2 separate regions of the Urocitellus parryii genome follow, and region 2 is linked to region 1. The links are chromatin contacts, called in public Hi-C maps. All regions are on one chromosome and are shown on one strand. Each heading gives the region's core, a stretch centred on a gene start, on an enhancer-like site or on the middle of the called end of the contact. The rest is flanking DNA. Distances are from core to core; before and after follow the strand shown.

Evidence for each region. A called contact is a pair of places that touch in the nucleus more often than the background predicts.
Region 2: a contact with region 1 is called in a Hi-C map of muscle, with 5 times the contacts expected there. The contact joins the promoter of Rrs1 here to the promoter of Pde7a in region 1. A contact is called at or near these places in 2 of 2 Hi-C or Micro-C datasets (liver and muscle).

The regions. Positions count from the first base shown.
Region 1 is chr7:67,854,987-67,859,689 of mUroPar1.hap1, reverse strand. Pde7a (phosphodiesterase 7A) reads left to right here and starts at 2,854. Exons shown (of 14, transcript XM_026410011.2): 1 at 2,854-3,059. The coding sequence starts at 2,922. LOC113197605 (a long non-coding RNA gene) reads right to left here and starts at 2,296. Exons shown (of 3, transcript XR_003302719.2): 1 at 1,862-2,296; 2 at 1,589-1,640; 3 at 1,298-1,479.
Region 2 is chr7:68,344,823-68,349,306 of mUroPar1.hap1, reverse strand. It overlaps Rrs1 (regulator of ribosome synthesis 1), which reads right to left and starts at 2,983. Exons shown (of 1, transcript XM_026410014.2): 1 at 730-2,983. The coding sequence starts at 2,394. The coding sequence ends at 1,297.

The sequences.
Region 1 (4,703 bases), core at 1,605-4,104:
ATTTATATAAATCTTGCATATTTTGTTAAGTTTATTCTTAGGTCCTTGTCCTTTTGTTGCTTTAGGTAATGGGATTTCTTCTATTATTTAGGTTTAAAGTTTGCTCTCTGTGATCGATAATTTCATGTATTACTTTGACAAGGGTATAATGTCCAGTTTGGTTAAACACTTGTCAAGATGTTGCTTTGAAGGTATTTTGTGGGTGTGATTAACATGGATCATCTGTTGATTTTAAGCAGATTACCCTCATTAAAGAGGGTAGACCTCAACACTCAGTTGAAGCCTTAAGAGACCAAAGACTCAGGTTTTCAGAGAAGCAGAAATTCTTCCTCAAGACTCCAACATAGAAACTCTGCCCTAGTTTTCAGCTTGTTGGTCTGCCCTGAAGGTTTCAGATTCACACCAATATTATCTGTAACATCAAATATTACTTGAATTTCCAGACCTGATGGCCCACCCTACAGATTTCAGACTTGCGAAACCCCACGATCATGAGCCAATTCCTTAAAATCTCTCTCTATACACATACACACTATGGGTTTTGTTTCTTGGAAGAACTGCAACTAATACACTTCTTAATGCCTGGCTCTGAAACCCAGAGTTCACTAGGGCAATTAATTAACTTACAGTCTTAGAACCTAATTCCTCATCTGTAGAACTGGTATAAAATTACCCAACTTATGTGGCTATTGTATTAACATTGTATGTAGAATACTTTTGTGTTCTTTGTTCATACTAGGTGCAGAGTAATCTACTATGATGAAAGGAGATATACCCACTTGGTGCTCTGAGTCTTATTAAATAATTTAATCATCCTGAGTTTCAGATGCTATTAAATGTGACATAGGCATTTTATTTGGCACATACTAATATCACACAAAAATATTATCTTCTGGGCGATTATATATACCCAGAATTCAATTATTACTTGAGGTTAGTTCTTGCTACTTACCTGTCAGGTGTAGGCCAAGTTTGTTCCCATGAACCTACTTTCAATTTAGATACTAATCACCACCACGAGTTTGTTGTTAGACATAAATATGGTTAGGTGAAAGTGCTCAGCATAATCCCAACCATACAGATGTTTAACGTATTTTCTAGATGTTATGGGAATAATTAGAGTTTCAAAAATGGGCTGGATCAGTTGCTGTACTAAAGAGAAGCTTATTGCTTCATCATCTAGTGAAGACAAAATCCACAAGATCACAGTAGGGGTTATATTTCTTTTAACAATGAAGAGCAAAGAAGAATACAAAGGAGACATAAAGTTTAAATATAAAAGAAAGAGATGCGACGGGAAGATGATAAAAGGTCTCATAGACTTTCATCCATTTATCCAATCACACGCATGTGGTACCGGATCTCATCATCAGTTGGAGAGTATCTAGTACTTTCCAATGCTTGCCACCTTGCTCAGTCATTGCAACTAAGAAGTTAGCCACATCAACAACTTTTCCAGCAGGGAAGAGCTTGTTCAGTCTGAAGTATCATAGGATGGAAAGCATTAGAAATAGTTCCTGCTGAAAAGCTGTGACAGCTTGGGGAGAAATGTGACAATATGAACATGCAAATGACATATCCAGCTTACCGAACTGGTGAAGAGTTCTTTACCTTCTCTCGTTTTCTAAAAATATGAAAAGCTAACAAAAACCAGTTTTGATTAGAAGGCCATGCAGTCTCCTTTTTCCCTTTGTCTTCTCAATATCATCATCTTTTTTTTTTTTTTTTCATTGCATACTCTTATTTCTTTTAGTCTCGGATTTTTTCCACCCGTTCTGAGACCTCCCTCACCCCCTTCTCATTCTTGAGTTCTTGGTTCCCCTCTCCGCCCCGCAGGCCCGGGATGGTCCCGGGGCCTCACCTGTCAAGGGAGCGCAGGAGCTCGGCCCCGCCAAGGGACTGGCAGTGACGTAGTTGGGAGGATGGGGCCCGCGAGGTCCGTGGACGTCACTGCCGCAGCGGTCCCGAACGAAGCCCAAGAACGGGAATTTTCAAGGAAGGAAAGCCGGCGGTGTCCCCGCGGACAGGGCTGAGTGCACCACGTGCTTTGGGTTTCTGGTGTCGCTACACCGAAATGGCACCTCTCGAGCGGACTGAGCCCACCCCACACCCTCACCGCGCTCCAACGCAAGAGTTTAAAGCTGATGGGGATGCCCCCAAACCGCAGGGGCTTATGCGCACGCGCCTTGGGTTGCGGGGAGACTGGATGAGAAGGATGGGGGAGGAGGGAGATGTGCGGCGGGAGGGGGTCCAGGACCGAGCGCTGGGTGCGGCACGGGAGGAAGGCCGCTCTCGCCCTCGGCCGCTAGCCGGTCTCTCTGGGCGCTTTGACGGCGGCGCGGGGCGCTGGGCCTGCGGCGCGGCGTCGTGACGTCACGGTGGCGGCGGCCGTGGTTGGCGCAGGGTCCGCGGCTGCAAAGTGTGAATGTGAAGTCAGGCTCCGGGGGAGGGGAGGGGCAGGGCTCCGGCGGCTGCTGCGGCCCGAGCTGGTCGCTGGTCCCGAGCCCGCGCGCTCTGGGTCTGGCCGCTGGCTACAGCCGTCTTCTTTGCGCCGCTCAGCTCCATCCTTGCTCCGCTGTCCAGGACACGCACCTCTTGGCCCGAGGAGCCCAGAGGCGGCGACGTTCCCCTTCCGACTTTGCCGGTGTTGCCCCGGCTAGCACCCAGTCCCCCTAGCCCGCAGCCCCAAGCGCGCGGGTGCTGGTAACCGGTGCCGCGGTCGCCGCAGCTCCTTCCCGCCGGCGACCGGGACGGAGGGCTGGGCTGAGGGAGGCGTGAGCGCGGCTTCTCGGTCCGGGGTGGGCGCGCGCCCGCCCTGCCCCCGCCTCGGCCCGGCGCCCTGAGCCGCGGCCCCCTCGCAGCTCAGGGGCCGGCGGCCGCGGCAGGGCGGGCGCCGCGCGGAGGCAGGGCGGGCGTATTCAATGGAAGTATGTTACCAGCTGCCGGTGCTGCCCCTGGACAGGCCGGTCCCCCAGCACGTCCTCAGCCGCCGAGGAGCCATCAGCTTCAGCTCCAGCTCCGCGCTCTTCGGCTGTCCCAATCCCCGGCAGCTCTCACAGGTAATCACCGCCGCTGCGCCGCGGGCCCACACTTGGGGGCTTCTGTCTTTTGTTTCCCTCCGCCCACCGGCTTCACCCTCTTGACACCCCTAGCCCTTGCCTGCACACTCAGCCCGAGCTTTGTTCATTGTTTGGGGATTTCTAGGCTGGCCCCTCGATTCGAGAGCCTTATCTTTCCTTCCTTGCGACTGTCCACCCTCTGTTCTCCGGCCTCCTCAAACCCCGGGGGGAACACTTTGACCCTCCGCAGGCCAGTCACTCTCAGTGCCCAGAGGTTAAAGCCTCAGGAATGACTTTGTCCTCCTAACTCGACGTCTTGGTCTGGTAATGGGGCCCCTTTTTCTTAGCTGCGGCCCCCACCCCAAGTACACCTGTTCACCTCTGACACACCTGTCCCCCGTAACACTCCCCCCCGCCCCGCGCACACACACCTGTGCCGGGTTCTACTCTCGCCCGCCTCAGCTCAGGCGCGCCCCGCGGTGCTCTGATAGTCCTGCAGTTCTCTCTGAACAATAGGCCTAGGTACCCCCGTTGTTGCCTTCTTCTCCCCTGCTCCTTCGTTTCTGCAAATGGGCCTTAAAAGTGTCAACAGGGGAAGCAAGTCTGCAAAGTTGATAGCCACTAATCAGTTTTGCTTTTAATTTGGTAAAAAGATTTTAGGAGAGAAGCCATTGATGAGCACTCACAGGAAGATTTTGTTTGAATGGTCCAATAACAGTTGCTCCTGAGAATTTGTGTTTTTTCTTTGGTAATGCTCTTGGCCCAACTCCTTAGTCCTGGCTAATTTTGATTGCCAAATTTAAAGTAGGCAGGCAAAAAGAATTTTTTTTGTTTGTTTGCATGTGAACTGAATGCCCTCACTGCCTGCTGCAGTTAGTTCTGTGTTTATGATCACTTTTTAAATATTTTTATTTTCCAAATATTATTGCTTAATGTTATCTTCTATGGGGGTCTATTTTCTAACTCCAGTTATATTCAAAGTATCTTGAACAAGGTCTGCATTTTTTTTTTTTACAGCTAATGTGGACAGCACCTTTTATAAATTTTGCCTAAAATAAGTGTCCACTAAATAGTTATCATTTATATTTTTGCCTAAATTTTAGAATGAGCAAGAGCCTATATTGAGTATCCTTTTGCAGTTTTTTTTTAATTTAAAGCAGACTTCTTTCACAGCACAAGGTAGTATGCTAATGAGATCAGTGTAGACTTGTAAGAATCACTAAAATATGAAGTGGCATTTCAAATAATATTACATTATTACTAATTTTGAAGGTTAGATCTGTGACCTGTGTTTTTAATACTGCTTAAAGCATTTTCAGCTTCCAGAATTAATGTTGAAGAGGTATTAATGCATTGTTGAAAAGAGTTTTAATATTAATAATTAAAGGTTTTTAATGGTCGAAACTTTTTTTCAAATCTAACTATATTTTACTTCCTCAGATTAGCAGGCACTTCTAAATATTATTTTACTTCCTCAGATTAGCAGGCACATGACTAAGACCCATTTCCATTATGACTAAATAATAAAGGCAATCACTGATCATTTATAAAAGTATAAAATACGAATAACATTTTTGAGTTCCCTGAGGAGAAAATGAATGAGAGGGAAGATTCCAAGGGATTTAAAAAGAGGCTGATGCCAGG
Region 2 (4,484 bases), core at 1,734-4,233, 490 kb before region 1:
GGGTCTTTTTCCACTCTGAATTCTTTAAAATTATCTGGACTTCAAGTTTGAACCTTGCAAATAAGCCCGAGGGGTCTTTTCCCCCCCTTAAATTACAGGGGCCAGTGCCACACCCTACTGCTAAATCAAGAAAGCTTTAAAAACAAATTCCCAAATAAGCAACAAAATCCCATAATTTTAAAGTTAAAACTAAAAAGAGCAGTGTAGCTTTTAGCTCTAGCAGCAAAAATGCCCCTCATGCTGGATCTACTGTCATTTTCAGAGATTTTACTAAGATCAAACCAGCACAGGCCAATTTCACAAGTGAATCAAAAGATAGTAATGTTCCAAATATGGATTTTGTGGGTCACTTTCTCTTTCCCAGACTCTACTTGACTTCAAGCTTAAAAAAAAAAAAATGGGGTTATCAGTGTTGAGGAAGGCAGGTATTTTCTGGATTAACAAGGTTAATCACCATTATTTGCAGAGTACCCCAAGTTTATCATTTATAGATGTCAATATGTTCTGGTTGACAAATGTCAAGCATTCCTTACAAAGAGACATCCATCAGTTATTGTACTTTTAATACTATATGTTATACCAAAATAAGTTTTGAGTTTTTCTGATAAAAGTAGCTTGCTGAAACTAGTATAATATAACTGCTTTTGTATTTAAATAGAAAGTAAACAATAATCTGTACTGGACATCCAGATCACTGTTTTCAAGTACAACTTCCACCAATAATCAAAAAGTAAAAAGCAATGCTAGATACAGACACATTTATTAAATAACCTCACAACAGTTTATTTATTTAGGTGCTGAGGATTGAACCCAGTGCCTCATGTATGCTAGGTGAGTGCTCTACCACTGAGCTACAGCCCCAGCCCCACAACAGTTTCTTTAAATCAACTTAGGAAAATGTCATCTTTCCTCTCCCCTCCCAGATCTGATGAGCATAACAAAACCTTGTTACAAAAATAACAAATGCTAAAATATATAAATTAATCTACCATAAGTCTCTGAAATGTCACCAACTCTCCTTCACCCCTTAACCCCAAAGTAAAATGCCCAAATTATTTTTCTAACCCTTGTGTCCTCAAATATACCCTTCATCACTAGCTAAGGTCTCGTTTGTAGGAAAGACTTTGATCTGTACAGTCGAACAACACTTACATACTTTCTTGAGGAGAGGACAATTTTGTCCTTTCAACCTCAAACTCAATGAAGACAGTGGTCCCGCCCTGCGACAGTACCAAAAACTTAACATTTAGCATACAGTTCGTTCTTTACAGAACAGGTCCAAGGGTGAATGAAGTGTTACTTCCTCCTCTTTCCTCCTTGGTGCTGTCCGCCTTTTCTCTTGCCACCCAAGCCAGGTGGCCCGGAATGCATCTTGCCTCCCAAATTTCCTTTTCTCTTCCCCTTCTGGCTGGGCGGGCCGCCTTTCCTCTTGCCTCCTGGACCCTGCCGGTTCCCTTTTCTCTTGCCCTTCTGGCTCATTTTTCTCCTCTTGGCGGCCTCCTCCTGGTCCTCTTCTCTCATCTGCTTGTTGGTGGCTCTCGTCACATCCAGCTGAGGCTTTTTGCTGTTCATGACTCGAAGTAGCTCCAACTGGTTCTTTTTCTCGGCTGCGAAGTCCCCAAAAAGGGGCTGAAACTTCCTCTTCTTGCCTGAACCCTGAGGAGCCTTCTCCTTGGGGAGGCGCTCCTGGAAGCGCCCCACTGAGGCGGTGGAGATCTTGGCCACTTGCATAGCGCGGCCCAGCTCCTCCTTACTCTGGTGTCCGGTAGGGTGCAAACCGGCCGCGCTGGGCAGCTGCATCTTGTGCGCTCGGGCCAGATTACGCAGCCTGTTCAGCTCGTTCTTGGCTACGCGTTCCTTCTTGGCCTGAATCCGTTTGGCGAACTGGTCTTCTAGGGGGTCGGCGCTACCGGGAACCTCGATCAGCCATTCCTTGGTGTCATCCCGGGCGCGCTTGTAGCCCCAGCGCCGCCGCCACTGGCCGCTCACCTCGTCCCACACTAGATTGGTTTTCTTCTTGGGACGGATGCCCTTAAGGCGCGCGAACTGCTGCCAGCGTGTAAGCGGCCGCGGCCGTGGGATTGGCTTCTCACGCGGCAGGCGCGTGGTGGGCTCCGGCAGCCGGGCCACCAGCGCCTCTTCCACGCGCTCCGTGGGCAGCTGCCACAGCTGGTTGATGAGCAGCTGCGTATTGTCCCGTGCCAAGGCCCGCAGCTCGGCCTCCGGCGTGGGTCCCGCCTGCCGCAGCACAGTCGGGGGGTTGCGGTCGGAAGCCAGCAGGTTACCCAGGTCAAATTCCAGCTCCAGCTCCTTGTGCACTGTGATGCGTTGCAACTTCTCTGCCTCTTCCTGCTCCGCCTTTGCCAGCAGTGCCTCCACGCTCTGGCCCTCCATGGCTCCGGATCGGTCTCCTAGCTTTGAGGTTAATTGTTGAAGTCACCTCTCAAGAGCAGGGCCCAGGGTCCCGGCAACTCAACCACGTGCGGAAGCCCGGTCGCTCAACCCGGAAGACGAAGGTTCGCTTCCGGGTTAGGGGCTTGTGATCCCGGCGACCCAAGGAAAGGCCGGCAGAGGGCGGTGTTGGAGAGCTGATAGGATTAGAAGAGTGACTACAGGCTCGATCCTGGACTACAAGTTCCCGGAACTGGTTGGGGCTGCGGCTCCCAGGATGCAGAGGCAGGAGGCGGTCCCCGGGGACGGACGCGGGCCGGTCAAATTTCTGGGGCTGCGTCAGGTGTGTTACTGGTCCGCTGGGTGTTAAAGTTTCCGTGTAAATCTACCATTTCAATCAAAGATGTGTAGTTAATCACCCCTTCTTGGGCGGGACAAATCATTGCACCATAGTTATAACCCACTTTGGGGGTCCTGGATGTGAGCAGAGACACATCCCACAGATATACATAAAGGTTGTTTTGCCAGGGAGTGGGGCTGGCAGTTACACCGCCCTGAACTGGTGGTGCAGGTGTGCACGGACCCCAGGACCCCAGCGGTAGACGAGGGGGCAAAATTGCAATTGTATGCAGTGGAGGGGAGAAATAAAGAATGTCCACCTGCTTCTGCCCCTTTCAATGCTTTATTCACTCAAATTACTCAATACAATTTCACTCTATAGGTTCTTAATCAAGAAAACACAATCCTTAATGCTAGGCACTGCAATAGACATAATCCACAGCAAACAAGTCTAGATTAATTAATTCTCAGCGCTGCAAAACACACTTAATCATGACAGGCTAATGACAGACACTCCCTCTGCATGCTAAGTTTAATTCTTAAGCCTTAGGCTTTAAGTCCAGCAGATGCACACTCACTCAGACCACGGTGATCAGGTCTGGAACCAAGGCAGGCTTTTCCTGGTGAGGAGTGGACTACTGATTGAGGAGAGGGTCTTAGGGAGAAGTTGCGGTTCTCACCAAGGTCCAGATGAGATGGTAGAGTTTGAGAGTGGTGAGGATCATGCAGAGGCTCAGGAAACGATGACAAGTGATGGGATGTCAGGTCCTCATCAGGCTCTCCAGCTCCAGTGCATCCTTGTTTCAGCTGGCTGAATCCCTGTTCATTGGCTCTATTATTTATACTAAAATTTGGAGCTTTTGACCCCCCCTTTTAATCCTTATCAGCTACCACTGGATTTCTCAGTGACATCATTTACTGCGGGGTCAGAAACATCTGGTCTGGTGGTCTCCACCCTGATCTTATTGCCTTTCCCGCTCAGGTGAGGACAGCCTGCCAGGGGCTTCACTCTGTTTATCAGGGTGAAGGAAAATAACTTGTTTGAGGCCATACTGGAGGGCTCTGTGGGTGTGCCTGGTGAGACTGCAGGTTTCAAACTGGAGTTTTAAAATGGAGTTGGTTAGGCTCAGGCCTAAGGCCATCCTCACAAGACCCCAGAGTTGACTCAGAGCTCCGGGAGGGTCTGTTGCTTTCCTGGCAAAAGAGCACCCAGCTCTGCAGTTACACTGCTTGGTTCCAGTTCCTGGCTGTGAGAATGTTTGACCTTGGGCTAGGCTATTTAACTTGGTTAGGCCTTTAAAAAAAACCTTTAATATAGGAATATTAGCCACATAAATTTTTATAGCAGCTTACCTCATAATAGCTAAACTATGGACTCAACCTAGGTACACAATAGAATATTACTCAGCCTTAAAGAAGAACAAAATTATGGCATTTGCAGGTAAATGGATGGAGCTGGAGAACATCATGTTAAGGGAAATAAGCCAATCCCAAAGATCCAAAGGCTGAATGTTTTCTCTGATATGGAGATGCTAATTCACAATAAGGGAGGAGAGCTAGGAAAGAATAGAGATACTTTGGCTTAGACAGAGGGAGGAGATGGGTACAGAGGTAGGGAGGATAGTAGAATGATCTGGACATTATTACCCTTTGTGCATATATGATTACATGGCTGGTGTAATTCTACATCATGTACAACCAGAAGAATGAGAAGTTATACTTCATTTATGTATGATGTGTCAAATGTATTCTAC